Linked DNA regions of Sus scrofa: region 1 is linked to region 2. Evidence: chromatin contacts called from public Hi-C data. All regions are on one chromosome and are shown on one strand. The core of a region is the stretch at or near the end of the contact, and the rest is flanking DNA. Distances in the headings are between cores, read along the strand shown. Region 1 overlaps BAIAP2L2 (brain-specific angiogenesis inhibitor 1-associated protein 2-like protein 2). Region 2 has its middle 49 kb from the start of KCNJ4.

Region 1 (3,056 bases), core at 15-2,514, 210 kb after region 2:
GCGCAGATGCAGGCCTTCGTGTCTGAGAGTCAGCGGGCAGCTGAACTGGAAGAGAAGCGGCGCTATCGCTTCCTGGCCGAGAAGCACCTGCTGCTTTCCAACACCTTCCTGCAGTTTTTTGGCCGGGTGAGCTGGGGCTGGGGATGGGGGGCGGCTGATGGCGCCCTCTAGGGGCTGCGCCCAGGAACGCCCCTCCCGGCCTCCCTTTTCCCTTCTTCCACTATGTAGGTATTTATTTTCTCTCTCCATCGATTTCTTTCTTAATTGGTTTCTGTGTTTATTTGTGTCATCAGATAGTCATTCATTTGTTGAGCTATGATTTTTTTAATTCTCACATTCATTAACTAGCTCATGCATTTATTCATTTAAGTGTGAACCATTTACTTTTTCATTCTTTACATACAGTCCCGATTCACGAAATGATTAACTCGTAGGTTTACTCAATTATTGTCTATTAATTTTATATTATTTAAATCTTCTATGCTCTTGCTTTGTTCAGTCCGCTAGACAATCGTGTTTATAATGGATTTCACTTTCTGCCTTTAGCTGCTATGGGGTTTGTGCCTGGACTATTATACCTTCTCTGTAAATATTGGATTTACTTATTTAATATCGCTCAAAAACCAGTCTGATTTTTTAATGATTTTTATCTTCTCCATTATAGTTGGTTTACAGCAGTCTGATATTTTTAATTCCACATTATCTGACATTAATATTGCGCTTCCTACTTGCTCTTTTCGTATCTTTTAAATGTTTTGTTACAAAGATATAGCTCAGTTTTTATTTTTGACCCGTCTGACAATCTGCGTCTACCAGTAAAAGAATTCAGTCCATTCTCGTTTAACGTAATAACTAATATACCTTCTTTATTCTTTCTGAATAACTTGATTAACTATATTTACTTTATCATCTCTTTTTCTCCCATTATTGTTCTTGTCAGCTGAACTGTGCATTTCCCGGTCAACTTTAATAATACAATAGCCAGTAATTTTACCAACAAAAGCAAGTTTATTCAGGAAAAGGCAAAGGAATTGCAATTCAGAATATGCTAACCGTCTCAGACCATGGGCAAACCCAGAGAACAAAGTTGGAGGGCTTCCTTTTATGGGGAAGAGAGGGTAGTGGGGAGGGGCTGTAATAACCAAAAAGTCCATTGGAGGAAGCCGGAAGTCCAAAATATGGAGGTTTCTCATTGGTTGAGCTGGGGCAGTCTGATTGGCTGGGCTTTCACAGGGATGGGGGTTGGAGGGAGAAATAGTCCGCGGCTGCCGGATGGTAAAGTAGGCAACACCCTCCCGTAAGAAATGAAGCCTTGCGTCTCTTTCTCCTTGGAATAGTCAAAGATGCCTGGCAGGGCATGAGAGCTCCCCCTAGGGGCCTGTCCCTGCTCCAATTTTAGTTGAGATTTGTTTAATTAATTCCACATCCATCTCCACTGTATTAATTCGGAAATTCTACTGTTCTTTTCATCTCAGCTCAGGATAGCCTCACTCTGTGACCTTCAAAATCACATATGTTTGTCTACTATCTTTTTCAAAAAATACCGCCCCCCGCCTTGGTCCATGGCTCCCGTCTCTCCATAATATTGAAGCTATTCCTGCCCTCCCTGGTACTCTAAGATGAGGCTTGCAAAGTCTTTACGCCTCCTCTCATCCTTCCTAACCCCTGCTTCTTGGTTTTGCTAAGAAACTTGGGGATTTTTTAGTTCCAGACCTTCAGTAGTCATTTTTGGCAGGATAGCCCTTCTATTTCAAGAATTTGTGCTTAGATTACATATATGACCATCGCCGGTGCTCCACGATCCTCCACGAACATTTCACTGCACATATGATCAGATCCACTGCTTACCACTATTTTCAATCCTTTTCACCTCCCACTATCTTGACGTTTCTGTTTTGATTCATTGGTGTGGCTGGAGAACTTGCATAAGTATTTTCTGCAGATACACTATCTGAGTCCTTGCATCTCTGCGAATGTCTCACTTTAACCCTCACTGGTGAGGAGGGGTGTAGTGGCCGGTCGAAGGACTCCAGAGCTTCAGGCTCTTTTCTCTTGTGGTTCAAGAGGATTTGCCCCTGATTTCTAGTGCTGTGTGTTGTCAATGCTAAGTCAGGTGCTGGCCTGTCTCCTTTCCCTTTGAAATAACTGGCTCTTTCTCTGTGGATGCTTGGAGATTTTCTTTGCGTCCTTGGAACTCAGGAACTTGTCCGGGAACCACCTAACTGAGCTCTGGGTCGATGCCCCTTCAGCTTGCGGGTTCAAATCTTTCTTCAGATCCGGGGAGCTCTTTCCTCTTCTGTTTCTTCAGTTGTTCTCTCTCTGCCATCATTTCTTTTTCTCCTGGAACTCCAGTCATTTGAACCTTCACATTTATAACCACCTTCTCCCTCACCATTCATTTATTCTTGCTCTGTATTTTGAGATATTTCTCCCCCTTTGACCTACAGGCTGCTGATTCTGTTTGCAAGAGAACTGTCCTCTCTCTAGTTCGTTTTTCAATTTTAAATCTGACAGTCGTGCTTGGGGAGTTCCCTGGTGGTCTAGTGGTTAGGACTCAGTGTATTCACTGCTGCATCCCAGGTTCAATCCCTGGTCTGGGAACTGAGATCCCACATCAACCTGCTGCACACCACAGCAGCGCCCCCCCCCCAAAAAATAGCATGCTTTGTCTGGGTAAGAAGCTCTTTGGCAGTAAGTACCTTTATCAACTCCCGTGAAGCTTGTCACCCCCTTCTCTCAGTTGTCCGGGTGGTTTGCTGGGTTCTCCTCAGTATCCACTGGGTCCTCTAGGATGTCTCGTTTCTTTCCTTTGTCTCCTCGTGGTTCTGTTCCCACTCTGGGTTGAGTTGAATTGCAGGGGCTCAGGCAGTGTTGCTGGCACATGTAGGGGCACAGGAGAATGGAGGGGTCTACCTCACCGTCAGCTTCTCTGGGTTTTGCAAGTTGTGCAAGTGTATCTCTAGGATAAGTCTCGAGAAATGGGACTGGAGAGTCCAGGGAGATAAGCACTGCTTGCAGCAATGCACACTTCCATCGGCAATAGCAGAGATTCCCGT
Region 2 (2,801 bases), core at 211-2,710:
CGAGGTCAGGGACTGAACCCACGTCCTCATGGGTACTAGTTGGGTTTGTTACTGCTGAGCCATGACGGGAACTCCCAGGGTCAGGTGTCTCTGAACTCCATACCCTTCCTGGTGCCAGAGCACAGTAGAGGCTCAGGCAGGATCGGCTAAAGGGATTGGTTTTAAGCAGCTTTCCCGTCCACCCTCTTAGTTCAGTGGGAACAAGTGGGGGAGGCGGAGAGAGGTGTCAGGAGCCCTGGGTTCCTGCTGGGCAAGATCTGCTGTGTGCCCTCAGCAGCCAAGTGTCCCCTCCTCTGGACTTTGGTTACGAACTTCTAGGAAGTGTGGTCTCCTGGGAGTCAATCCCCCAGGACACGCTGGGTCAGAGGACAGTCGAGGTGGGGCCGAGGGAATCATCCAGGGCTGTGACCTGAGGCCAGGGCACCCTTGTTGACAGAACCGAGGCCATCGTCAGTCCCCGAGGCGGAGTTTTCTGGGCACTCACACTCACACACCCCCAGAGCTATGCCCAGCACTTGGCTGAACCCGCCCGGGTTGGCCGGAATGCCAGGGAGGGGCCAGAGCTTCGTCACTACTGCTGCCACCACCGTCATCTTCGTCGCTACTGTCACCGCCTCCCCATCATCATTAAGAAGTTCAAAGAATTTCCTTCTCGCGGGGACCCACCTCTGGCTGGAGAGAAGCCTGCTCTCTGTACACACAGGGGGCTGGACAAGAAGACCTTTCTAGACCCCCGGGAGGGAAGCCCCTATGCCTCTTTGACCCTGACCTCCTCAGGGCACAAGGGAGGGAAGGGACCCCAGTTTACCGAGTGCCTGGTATATGCCAGGCACAGGGCCCTATCTCCATGAACTTCAGACAGGATCCCTTCCGCATCTGAAGTGGCGGCTCAGAGAGGTCAAGGTTGCACAGTTACAAGTACACGGCGGGTGGGGGTGGTGCTTGAACCCAAGTCTTCTTGCCATCGGTTTGCTGGTCCCCCTGCCTGGTGACCCCAGGCGCGGTGAGGCCAGGCAGCCTAGTTAGGAGCCAGGCTTGAGATCCTTCCCGCCTGCATTCAAAGCCACACCAGCCTCTTACCAGCTGCGTGACCTTGAACAAGGCACTGGCCTCAACACCAGGGTTCTCCAGACGTTAACTGGCAATACTGACAGCACCAGCTCCCAGGAAGGCCTGAGAGCTGGGTCAGCTGGTGGAGAGCTTGTAGATGGAGCCAGGTGCACAGCGGGCACTCCCTAAGCATCGGCCTCAGAATCATCATTTCCCTGCCAGGCCAACGCCTCCTCCTCCCTCGGTATCTTCCAGACTAACCCCCCAGGCCAAACTGCCCTCTCCCTCCCGGGTAGCTTCCCTCGCCCTGCAAGGAGAGGGCCAGTCACCTCCCTCCAGCTCCTCACCCCAGCCCCTGCCCCTCCTGTGAGCAGCGAGCTGGGTGTCATGCCAGGCCCCTCCGAGGCCCCACCCAGGACTAGCCTTGGCAGGCCCTCCAGTCTGCTGATGCGCGAATGCGTGAGTCCATATCCATTTCCTCCTCCCACTCCTGCCGGCCACCTCCTCATCTCCCAGGATTTTGTGGAATCTTCCCTGACCTTCTGCTGCCCCATCTCACAGCTCAGGCCACAGGCCCTGCCATCCTCCCCAGCCCTCAGCCCTCTACCCTTCAAGCACAGGAGGAGGCCCTCCCTAAGATCTCTCCACTGCCCCGCACACCCCCTGGCCTCCGCCCGGCCCTACAGGAGCTTGGAGTCCTGATGGCCCCCTACCCACTGGCTGTGTGATTTTAGGTGAGGCTCCACCCCTCTCTGAGCCCCAGGGAGGTCAGCTGTAAAGAGAGGTGAAGAATCTACTTCTCAGAGCTCCCGTTGTTTCTCATCAGGTTAAGAACACGACTGGTATCCATGAGGACGCGGGTTCAATCCCCGGCCTCGCTCAATGGGTTAAGGATCCAGCATTGCTGTGAACTGCGGTATAGATTGAGGATGCAGCTTGGGTCCTGTGCTGCCGTGGCTGTGGCCTAGGCTGGCAGCTGCAGCCTTTGATTCGACTCCTAGCCTGGAAACCTCCATACGCTGCACTGCAGCCCTGAAAAATAAAATAAAATAAAATATAAAATAAAATAAAATAAAATAAAATAAAATAAAATAAAATTGCAAACTGTAAAGGCAGTTGCGTTTTAGAGCTATGTCATAGTGGGTGTTAGATGCTGGCTCGCTGGATTGGGAGTGGAGTGACGGGGGACTCAGGGTATAATCCCACCCTATGTCAGTTAGAAACCCCCTCCCTTCTCTCAGAAGAACCCAGTGGGAGGGAGGCTTTGGAGTCAGAAGACCTGGGGTCAGTTCAGTTGAATTCATGCCTGCGCTGGCCCATGCCCCCTGCTTTGGGCTAAGACCGGCGCCAAGCCCTGAGACCAGGTGAATCTGCAATCCCTGTCCCCAAAGAACTGAGAGCCTGATGTGGAGACAGTTCTGGAACCCTTTTACCATCACCAGTGAGAGCCAGGAAGCCAGGCAAGGAGGCGTGACTGCTGTGAAACAGGGGAGTCGGGGGTCCTCGGGGAGGGGGGGCGGTTCCCAGAGGAAGCAGTTGCTGTGCAGAGTGAACCTGAAGTGGTCAGCGTTCTCCATCGCCCCCCGAACTCCCTGGTAAGGTCTTGAAAAGCCTCAGAGAGGAGGCAAATTCAGTCTTGAAAGAATCGGCCATGATTCAATCAAAAAATAATCCCATTAATTTAGGCAAAGAACCACTTAATTGAATTTCTTTCCAAATCCAGGCCTATTTAAAGAGCCAGAGGATCCAAA

Evidence for each region. A called contact is a pair of places that touch in the nucleus more often than the background predicts.
Region 1: a Hi-C map of skeletal muscle shows a contact between it and region 2, with 6 times the contacts expected there. The contact joins two enhancer-like sites. A contact is called at or near these places in 1 of 5 promoter capture datasets (liver), 27 of 47 Hi-C or Micro-C datasets (adipose tissue, alveolar macrophages, blood and 17 more) and 2 of 2 datasets of contacts at active chromatin or transcription factors (alveolar macrophages and skeletal muscle).

What each region holds. Positions count from the first base shown.
Region 1 is chr5:9,788,122-9,791,177 of Sscrofa11.1, forward strand. It overlaps BAIAP2L2 (brain-specific angiogenesis inhibitor 1-associated protein 2-like protein 2), which reads left to right. Exons shown (of 14, transcript XM_003126055.6): 7 at 1-126. Among named protein-coding and RNA genes, the nearest start is that of SLC16A8, 10 kb to the right of the region's middle. Within about 2 kb of position 1,265, at least 36 of the 83 cell types and tissues checked have an H3K27ac peak or open chromatin away from gene starts, as enhancers often do. A contact at or near this core is called in skeletal muscle, where this site is marked.
Region 2 is chr5:9,574,436-9,577,236 of Sscrofa11.1, forward strand. No RefSeq gene overlaps it. Among named protein-coding and RNA genes, the nearest start is that of KCNJ4, 49 kb to the left of the region's middle. Within about 2 kb of position 1,461, at least 7 of the 83 cell types and tissues checked have an H3K27ac peak or open chromatin away from gene starts, as enhancers often do. A contact at or near this core is called in skeletal muscle, where this site is marked.